Regions from separate parts of the Mus musculus genome. Here regions 1 and 3 are each linked to region 2. The links are chromatin contacts, called in public Hi-C maps. All regions are on one chromosome and are shown on one strand. Each heading gives the region's core, a stretch centred on a gene start, on an enhancer-like site or on the middle of the called end of the contact. The rest is flanking DNA. Distances are from core to core; before and after follow the strand shown.

Region 1 (2,982 bases), core at 168-2,667, 560 kb before region 2:
CCCCGAACTGGAGTTACAGATGGTTTTGAGCTGCCATGTGGGTGCTGGAAACTAAACCTAGATCCCCTGGAAGAGAAAGCAGTGCTTTTAACCATTGAGCCATCTCTCTAGCCTTCCAGATTAGCCTTTGCTGAGGGTGAATGAGGATTGGCACAGCAGAGCTTCTTGCTTCTGACTTAGAGTAGAAGGAATTGTGTCAAGTGTCAACAAACCACTTGAGGCATAAGTGCTTAAGATCTGACTGGTAACAGAGGATAGATGAAAAACACCCCTGTGCATGAACAACAAGACTGTAGTGTTCATAAGAAGGACCACAAATGACAAAGAAAAGGTTAGCACTGACTCCTTGGGGTCATGGTAGCATACTCTAGAGCTTCAGGGAATTCTATCTGTGCCATTAAGTAGAATGGGCTGTGTTACAAAATGAACAGTGGTAAACTGAACAGTGCCTTTGAAATCATGTCAGAATAATTGAGCAACATTCTTTCCAGGAATATTTTTCTGCCTGAAGTAGATAAATAACAAAAAATAGAGAAAACCCAAAAACAAAACTCATCAACAAGAAGCCAGAAAAGTATTGTATCTTGCTTAATTAAGTGGCTATAGAATGGATATAGTGGGTTATGATTTTATTATTTATTTTGCCTACATATGTTTGACCTTTCTGTTCGACCTCTCATGATGATGATGTGTGTGTGTGTATGTGTGTGTGTGTGTGTGTGTGTGTGTGTGTGTGTGTGTGTGTATACGTTCACACATATAGCTGGTCTTTTCCTGGCCTCTGCTGATATTCTGCCTCTGCCTATTTAATTATACTGATACATCTTTTCTCTTTCCACACTGTGCCCTGCACTTTGATCCTATAATCCCACTTGAGGTGGCTTTCCTAAACACCTCAGATTGCTAATTGAGTCCAGCCTTGAGTCCTGGGCATTACCATCAGTCACACTCTGGTCCCTTGAATCCATTGTAATAACTGACTGAACTTCAGCTCCATATTTTCATCTCAGAGGCCCACATACAGTTCAAATCCCAGGGTCTCTGCACACCCATTGCCTCTGCTTTTCCTCTTGAGCTCTTCATTTCATTCCATTTCCCCCAGAATTACATGGGAGTTAGGGACATGGAGGCTTCTGTAGATCTTCTGGTTCTCTTGTCCTCCCCTCTCCTCCATTTTCACCACCCACCTAACATATTATCTAGTCAAAAAAAAAAAAAAGCAATTTGACTTGAGCTCTATCAGTGGTTGTTTCTTGCTATAGGGAACCACTCACACCCACCATAGGATAAATATATTCCTTAATAATCTGCATTCACATTCCTTCTGGAATTATACTGTGTTTCCCTCTTCTCTCAGGAGATCAGCATATGTACCTCCAGGCTTGCTCACATCCCACGCTCATCCTTCAGAGATTCCACACTATCTTCCCATAACTGCCAGCTGGGATCTGCCCCTCCCTGCTCTGCCTTTCTCTTTCCTTGATGTTCTGGTGACTGGCATGGTTTCGCTTCCTGTATGAGTCTGCAGATCCTTGAGCATTGAAGCCTTTTCTTATTCATCTTTGTCTCCTAGGGCCAACCAAGAGATTGTATATACGTTTGTTAAATGGCACAAAGAAATAATGGGAAAGGTTACCTGGGGGGCTTTTTCTTTCTGATCGGATCACTTTGATCATTGGAAGGATGGAAGGCCGGGAGGAGGGTGGTTTTATGACGAACATCTACTTAGTGCTGCTTATTTCTCGATGTGGTTTCTATGTTCTCTCCTTCAATCCTCACAGGGCATTTATAGGGTTACTATTATTACCCCACTTCCATATGAGCATAATGAAGTTCAGAGTCTGAGTGTCTGGCTCATCGGTAGAGTTCAGGTCCTGGAATTCAGTGAAAACTAGGACAGAGATTCAAATTAACTTGATATTACCCTCCAGCCATTGACGTAGTTAACAACTCAGCTTGAAGTGGCTTAGCTGTATGGATAAGCTATAGAAATATAATATTATTTCCTTATTCGAAATTCTCATGATCTCTGTCTGTGTGTGTATGCATGCGTTTGTGTGTGTGTGTGTGTGTGAGAGAGAGAGAGAGAGAGAGAGAGAGAGAGAGAGAGAGAGAGAGAGAGAAATCTCAATGCAGAAATAAGCATTGAGTGTCTTTCTTCCGGCACTGTCCATCTTAATTTTTGAGACTAGGACTCCCAATGGCCTGGTGTCCATCTAGTAGTCTAGGCTAGGTGGCTAGCAACCACTCAGGAGCCTGGCTGGGATTACAAGCATGCCCATTATGTTTTGCCTTTGTTGTCATCGAGTTTAACATGGGCTCTTGGAATCAAACTCAGGTCCTCATACTTGGAAGGCAAGTGTCTACTGACTAAGCTACCTCCTTTACCTGGCAGCATTGTTTTCAGAACTAATTAAATTTGATTCTCCAGGGTAGAGCTTTATGAGCCTTAAAACTGGGAATGCTACTCATTTCTTCTCTTTGCTCCCATTACTTCTACCCGAATGCTCAGAGAGCTGGACGTATATACACACACATTTCTGCCTGTACTTGCTCTTACCTACAATTCTTTGTCAAGAATTCATTTGCAATGTTAATGAGCATATGGGTCTGACATAATTACATATATGCTTTTCTTACACTTTCAGAATAATAACATTCTTGAAATGTACTCTTCTACCCACCCCTTTCTCTGGTCCTGGAAATGGAACCCAGTGCTCTCATATATGCAGAACAGCAACTTTACCACTGAGCCATCTCTAGTCCAGAATTTTAATTTGTCATGGACCATCACTGTAGACTCTAGTCTTTAGAGACTCAGAAATCTTGATCTAGAAAAATTTCTAATAAGAAACATTTACTTCAGTCAGTTAAGAGTAAAGAGAAGTGGTAGTCTTTATTGGGTCCTTTATCAGGTAAAATTTATATTGGTTTGTTGGTGATGACTGACAACCTAAGGAGTCACTAAGAGCAAACTTACTT
Region 2 (3,153 bases), core at 498-2,997:
TATCATGTCCTGGCACATATTTTAGTAATTACGCTAATTAAGAAAGGTTCAAACAAAATGTTCAAGCATAATGCACTCATAAAGTTCTTGCTTCTGTATTTAAAAGCATAGGTGATTTGTTAATCAGATGATGATTGTCAAGATGCTCTCCAAAAGGAACAGCACAACCTCCAGGTGTAGAGCTATTGAGTGGTTTTACTATAGTGATGTTTTACTATCAAGGGTGAAGATTCATCATGAAGGGAGTCTCCAGCAGAAAAGCCCAGTAATGCCAGAAAACAAAGTGCAGTACTTCTGCAATAGAAGTGGGGCCACCAAGGGCAAGAGGATCAGAGACATCAAAAGCACAGTGACCAAGAGTCACTAGATCTCGGGACCCCTCTTAGAACATTTAAATCCTCTTCTCTCAGGTATTGAGAATGGAAATCTGTATTTCTCTTCACTTTTGAGAGAGCATCTCATATATGCTATGCTGGCCTGGAACTATTGATGTAGCCAAAGATGAGGTGAACTTCTGGCCTTCCTGCCTCTACCTCCAGACTGTAGGGATTATAAGGGTACCGCACTCAGTTTCTATGGTTCTGAGGATGAAATTTAGGTCTACTCCACATGCTGATCAAACATTCTAAGCTACATCTCCAGCTCAAATCTGCATTTTAGATGTGATTTCTAAAGAGTTCTTAAAATATCAAAAATTAAGTGATATCACCCAAGGACCCACAAGAAGGATGACTTAAAAAACACTCATGCACGTGGTTAGCACTGGGAATTTCCAGCAGATTGGCCCAGGGGAAGAGAGCTGTCAGGCAAAAATGAATGGTTTGGGTGTAAATGTAGAGCACAGATGATGGTGACCACAGCTGCCAGGGCCAACTTCCTTCTGTTCAGTTCCTGGATCCCTTCCTTACTGGCTGTCTGGCCTTGGGCCAGTCAAATTCAACTTCCTGGAGATGGATTCTTCATAATCACTACATTGTAAGGTGAGGGTATCAGTCAGCTGAAGTTTATTGGGATTATTCTGTGAGTCATAGAAGATCTTTAACCTCAGAAACTTAGTTTTCCCCTTAGCTAAAGCACAACTGCTCCTCCTTTTTCTCCTTTTTTTCCTCCTCCTCCTCCTCCTCCTCCTCCTCCTCCTCCTCCTCCTTTCCCTTCTCCTCACCCTTCTTCTTTCTCTTCCTCTTCTTTTACTTGTGTGTGTGTGTGTGGAGGGGTATGCACATGTGAAGTACCATGAGTATGGAGGTCAGGAAGTCAATTTGTGGAAGTCACTTCTCTGCTTCCTCCATGTAAGTCTCAGTGACTCAATTCAGATCATGTTTGTCAGCTTGGTAGGTTTACCCACGCTCATGGCTTCAATATGCTTGCCTCAGGGAGTAGCACTATTTGGAGGTGTGACATTGTTGGAGTACGTCTGTCTCTGTGAGCGTGGGCTTTAAGACCCTCATCCTAGCTGCCTGGAAGTCAGTCTTCCACTAGCAGCCTTTGGATGAAGATGTAAAACTCTCAGCTCTGCCTGTGCCATGCCTGCCTGGATATTGCCATGCTCCTGCCTTGATGATAATGGACTGAACCTCTGAACCTGTAAGCCAGCCCCAATTAAATGCTGTTTTTTATAAGACTTGCCTTGGTCATGGTGTCTATTCACAGCAGTAAAACCCTAAGACACCCGCCTAACTGTCTTGGCTCTTGAGTTTCATTATGACATCATTCTTCTGTTCTCAATGACCCTCTTCCTCTTCCCAACTTTCAACTTCAGCTTCCATGCCTTTGTGTGTGCATGATTCAATAAGTTTAATTGGGGTTGCTTTGTAGTGTGTGTCAAGGTTTACTTATAAGCGCATAGGCAACATATGATGGCTGCATCATTGAAGAAACTGACTCATGGGTTCTTATCAGACCTCACCACACCTCCAATTCTCTGGTCCTTTCTCTCCTTTTCATTTGCATGCACCCTGTCTTATAGCCAAGCTCAACTACATAGAAATGAGGTTGAAGGTGTGCTACATGGAAGTCATGGGGCAAAGCTCACACAACAAAGTGTGGTGGGGATTTTTGTAGTGTGTGAGAGAAATCAAAATGTTGTGAGAAAGGGGAGTGATGAAGGGGAATGGTTCTTGCACAAAAGGTTGAGGAATAATGGAGAGGAACAGTTCTATCAGAGTAAGCTGATGAACTTCCACAGTGCAGCTCAGGCTCCTGGCTCACAAGGGGATTTTAAAGGGGGAAGGTATTAAAGTAATTCTGATGCCTGCTGAGCTTTGGGGCCTCAGAGCTGCCCAGGAAACACCCTAATTAACAGAAGTGTTAAGATTTCCTGTTGGGTGTGGTTAAATCAAACCAATGCATAATAAAAGAAACCCTTGTTTTCTGGGATCATGGCCTTATTCTAAAAGACCTCATCAGTGGATACCGAGAAGCTATCCCAAAGATGAGATCCGCTCTGTTCTTGAATTAAAAATTATGGCCCATGAATTGTAAAGTATAACAATAGCTGCAATAAAATGACTGAGAAACCCAAATTCATCTAATCACGCATCCATCTGGCTCATTCAAGCACACACAGTGCACAAAAGACTATGGTTGCTGCCTGCCTTCCCTCTGCTTTCCCTGAATAGAGTGTCAGGAGATCACCATCAAACCCTGTGATAAACACTCACATTTCCACAAATGTAGATTGTGTTTTAGAGAGATCAGCTTTAAATTAGTTTATTAAAATAGGATAAAACCCAGAAGTCTAAAAGAGCAGCGTTAATATTCTGCTCAAATCATCTCTTGATTTCTGTTTCGAAGGGCACTCACTGTAAGACAGCCTGGTTTTTATTACAGTGAAGAAAGGGACTCCTTCCATTAATCAGACAGAGCCATAAAAACAGGTTTCTCTAAAAGCCGATGCCTGACAAGTCCAAGTGCAAAGTTTGATTTTGTGAGAAGGTAAAGAATCTCTTTAGAAATATTATAATCAATTCTGAAAACTTAATTTTTTTTAAAGCTCCGTGGCATTTTAGCTATTGTGATTTCAATACCAAATGTTCCTCCAAGTGATCTTATTCTGTCTCGTGGAAGAAAATGAACTATTTAGCTCCGTGCTTAATGGCTAACTCCATTCAGTGTATCCATTAGGGCCATCCCCCAGACAGCTCTGATCGATAC
Region 3 (3,218 bases), core at 36-2,535, 660 kb before region 2:
CTTCCAAGAAGCTTCAGAAAAGCTGGAAGCACATGAAATTATTCATAATTAGGTGAGGGGTGGATGATAACTGCTCCTGCTGTGAACACAGACATAAGTGTGTAAATGAGCTGTGAGGGCCAAGGGAAAAGGAAGACCATTTTACCTCAATGTGAGGGAGAAGCTCAGCTTTCATGATGGTCACCTTTCATAGCCACTGAGGGGCAAAGTCTCTACACATAGCCAACAGGAGCATCTTCACTGAGAGAGGAGAGGAGGACAGAGTCTGGTGCTCATGAGAGTGACCGGGTATGTGAAACAGAATGAATGACAAAGTCACCACACTTGGTGACGTTAAGAAGCAGGTCACTCTGGAAGCTCTGCATGCTTTGCTCCCAAGTTCAGGGTCCCACCTTGACTACTTGCTGATTTTCCTCAGCCTCAGTGTCTCTGCTTTTAGAATGAAGGAGTTTCAGTTCTTTCCAGGATTATGGGATTGGATCAAATCTGTGCTGTGTTGGAATTGGGGATGAAGCTAATTGAAAGGGTGGAAGCCTTGAGTTTCCATCTCCAGCACCACATAAAGCCAGGTGTTTTGATCCATATCTGTAATTCCAGCACTCGGGATGGGGCAGCAAGCGGTTCAGAAATTCAAGGGCATTCTCAAGTATGTAGGGAGTTGAAGGGCATCTTGATCTATGTGAGAGTCTACCTCAAAAAGAATAGTGTCCAAAAGCTGTTAAGTGGCCAGGTCACTTCAGAGGCAAGCAACAATGGGAAGGAGATTATGACAGATGCCACTCTTATTAGTACATTCACTGAATATAGTATGTCCCTTTCCCTATGGAGAGGTAGGCTAAACGTGGCTGTGTGGCAAAGCTATAGCACTGAGACATGAACTGCTTTTACAGGAACTTCAACAGCTTCAGTAATTGTCCTTCCTCTTCTGCCTTTCAGATAACAGCCACCCCTTGTTCAGCCCGGTATGTAAAGGTCTGACCCCCTGCACTCAGGCAGTCCAGTGGTGGAAGAATATAAATAGAAACAATCCTGGGGAGTGTTATTTCCATGTTTCTCCTGGCTCCACTATCCCACAAGAGAAAGGTTTGGAGAGCATTCTTAAGATCCCATCCCATTGATAAGTGCTTTGGGAATGCCCATTTTGTCTCTGTATTTCTGCCAATGAAGAACTGTTTCACGCAGAAGAAGTGCGACTATGGCAGTTTCAGAACCCCTGCAGGACCACAGGGTCTCTGTTATTGAGTAATGTCTATGTTACCCAGAATAGAAGTGCATTACCATGCAGACATGCTTAGCACTGCAAAAATGCAAGCTTCCTTCAGAGCTGTGTCTGTCACTCAAAGGGAGCTGCTTTGGATTTGGAGACATGGAAAGACAAGCTACCGTGAGCAAATTAACTTCACCTCTGGCTTCATCTAGCACAGGCTTCAGCCATCCCGAGTGAGACCTCATCTTTTCCCACCCTCTCCACATGGCTCAGTGTTATCATTCAGAGGTTAGCATGAGTTCACTTTCCTGTAATGGGCTCTTTCACTTAAGTGTATGTTAAACTAATATTGATCTTTGCAAAGTAAAACAGAATACTATATTTGTGCTCAAATGACTGAAACTTCAACAGACATGAAGAGAGGATAAACCATCTCACTTTCTTCTTGCATGGAGACTCTTCTCCCTGGGAGTTAGTCACTTTTATATATCAGGCAATAAATGAAAGACAGGCTCTGCCTACTCTTCCACCAATTGATTGGCATATAAGCAAAATTTTCACATAAGACTCCATGAAACCAAGCACAGGGCCTTGGGTAGTGGTGTGATGGTTACTCATGATTGCCAGTGTGATAGGATTTAGAATCACAAAGGAAACAAAACTTTGGACATGTCTTTGAGGGATTTTATAGATTAGGTTGAGGTGAGAAGACACACCCTAAAAGTGGACCCCATGGTGTGAGGTCCTGAACTGCATAAAAAAGAGAAAGTGAGCTGAGTACCAGCATTTATATTTCTCTGTTTCCTGATACAATGTGACTAATTGCCTCTTGCTCAGCTGCCACATCTTCTCTTCCATGATGTACTTTTGCTCATGAAGCCATGAGCAAAAATAAACCCTTTCTCCCTTAAGCCACTTTTGTAGGATATTTTGTTGCAATGAGAAGACAAATAAACCATGCAGGTGGAGACATCCAGAAGTCAAGGTTGCACAAGGGTGAGTATTCAAAGTGGTACCAGGGATGGCTCCTGGGAAATGGTGAGAGTAGAAGACCTGGAGGATGAGGACCAATGGCTATGTGTGGCTGCAGTAATGAAGGATCTAGGAGCCTAGTAAAAGCAGTAGCTACAGAATCATTAATGAAGATGCACATATGTGGATTCTATACTTGTCCATAAATACAAGTTATCAGGTGCCCTCAATAAGCTATACAGAATCATGTGTATTCTGCATGTTCTACTCCAATCAAACAGACAAACAAACAAACAAAAACCCCTATACTTGTACACAAAGATCTCAAACACACACTATAGACAGAATTTCTGCATTTCATCAGTGGAATAGAAAGGTGTCAACCTAGGACATGAATGTGTAGTTGGTAGGGGAAGTAGGGTATCTATTCAAACTCTGGAAAGAGCAGTAAACAGGACTTGAGAAGAAAAGAATGTTTTCTGGGGGTCACCTGAGTCACCTCTGTATGTGAGTGTAATCATTTTGCATCGGCTGAATTCTGTTCAGGGCTCTTTCCCCTCCTCACATGTGGGTGTTTGACATAGCACCCATTTCTATTTGACAGCCTTTTCAGGTGCCTCATATGTCTCAACTGTGCCCAGCCTTGTGCCACCTACCTGGATCCACTCCTTGTAGGAGTCTTCTCCTGGAGTCCACCCATTTTCAGGGTAGTTCAGGCGGGAGCGCTCTACAGACCAGTTGGTACCATACTGTGAAGATGCAGTGATCTGATCAGAATGGATCTCTCCAGATTCCATGCCCAGAGCCTCCATACACTTAAAATCTGCAGACAAAATACGAAAGGCTAAAGACAAATGTTAAATTTAATGTGGGAAACTATAGATTTCACTCATGGCCTGGGGAGATGGTTAAGGAAGTATTAAGATCTGCATTTGATCCTCTTAGCACCCAAGTAAAAGGCAACTGGATCTGTGATCTCAGCACTGGGAGCTAGATCCCTGGGGCTTGCTAACTAGTCTAGCTAGCACATAAGCTCTAG

What was found. A called contact is a pair of places that touch in the nucleus more often than the background predicts.
Region 1: a contact with region 2 is called in a Hi-C map of bone marrow-derived macrophages, with 17 read pairs. The contact joins two enhancer-like sites. A contact is called at or near these places in 1 of 15 datasets of contacts at CTCF or cohesin (the NIH/3T3 cell line), 1 of 484 Hi-C or Micro-C datasets (bone marrow-derived macrophages) and 2 of 115 datasets of contacts at active chromatin or transcription factors (acute myeloid leukemia and forebrain).
Region 3: a contact with region 2 is called in a Hi-C map of bone marrow-derived macrophages, with 13 read pairs. The contact joins two enhancer-like sites. A contact is called at or near these places in 1 of 484 Hi-C or Micro-C datasets (bone marrow-derived macrophages) and 1 of 115 datasets of contacts at active chromatin or transcription factors (acute myeloid leukemia).

What each region holds. Positions count from the first base shown.
Region 1 is chr8:128,334,641-128,337,622 of GRCm38.p6, reverse strand. All of the region lies in intron 1 of A930035F09Rik (a long non-coding RNA gene), which reads left to right. Among named protein-coding and RNA genes, the nearest start is that of A930035F09Rik, 22 kb to the left of the region's middle. Within about 2 kb of position 1,417, at least 14 of the 459 cell types and tissues checked have an H3K27ac peak or open chromatin away from gene starts, as enhancers often do. A contact at or near this core is called in bone marrow-derived macrophages, where this site is marked.
Region 2 is chr8:127,778,910-127,782,062 of GRCm38.p6, reverse strand. No RefSeq gene overlaps it. Among named protein-coding and RNA genes, the nearest start is that of Gm32590, 25 kb to the left of the region's middle. Within about 2 kb of position 1,747, at least 9 of the 459 cell types and tissues checked have an H3K27ac peak or open chromatin away from gene starts, as enhancers often do. A contact at or near this core is called in bone marrow-derived macrophages, where this site is marked.
Region 3 is chr8:128,433,993-128,437,210 of GRCm38.p6, reverse strand. It overlaps Nrp1 (neuropilin 1), which reads right to left. Exons shown (of 17, transcript NM_008737.2): 6 at 2,836-3,002. Among named protein-coding and RNA genes, the nearest start is that of Gm32643, 57 kb to the left of the region's middle. Within about 2 kb of position 1,285, at least 8 of the 459 cell types and tissues checked have an H3K27ac peak or open chromatin away from gene starts, as enhancers often do. A contact at or near this core is called in bone marrow-derived macrophages, where this site is marked.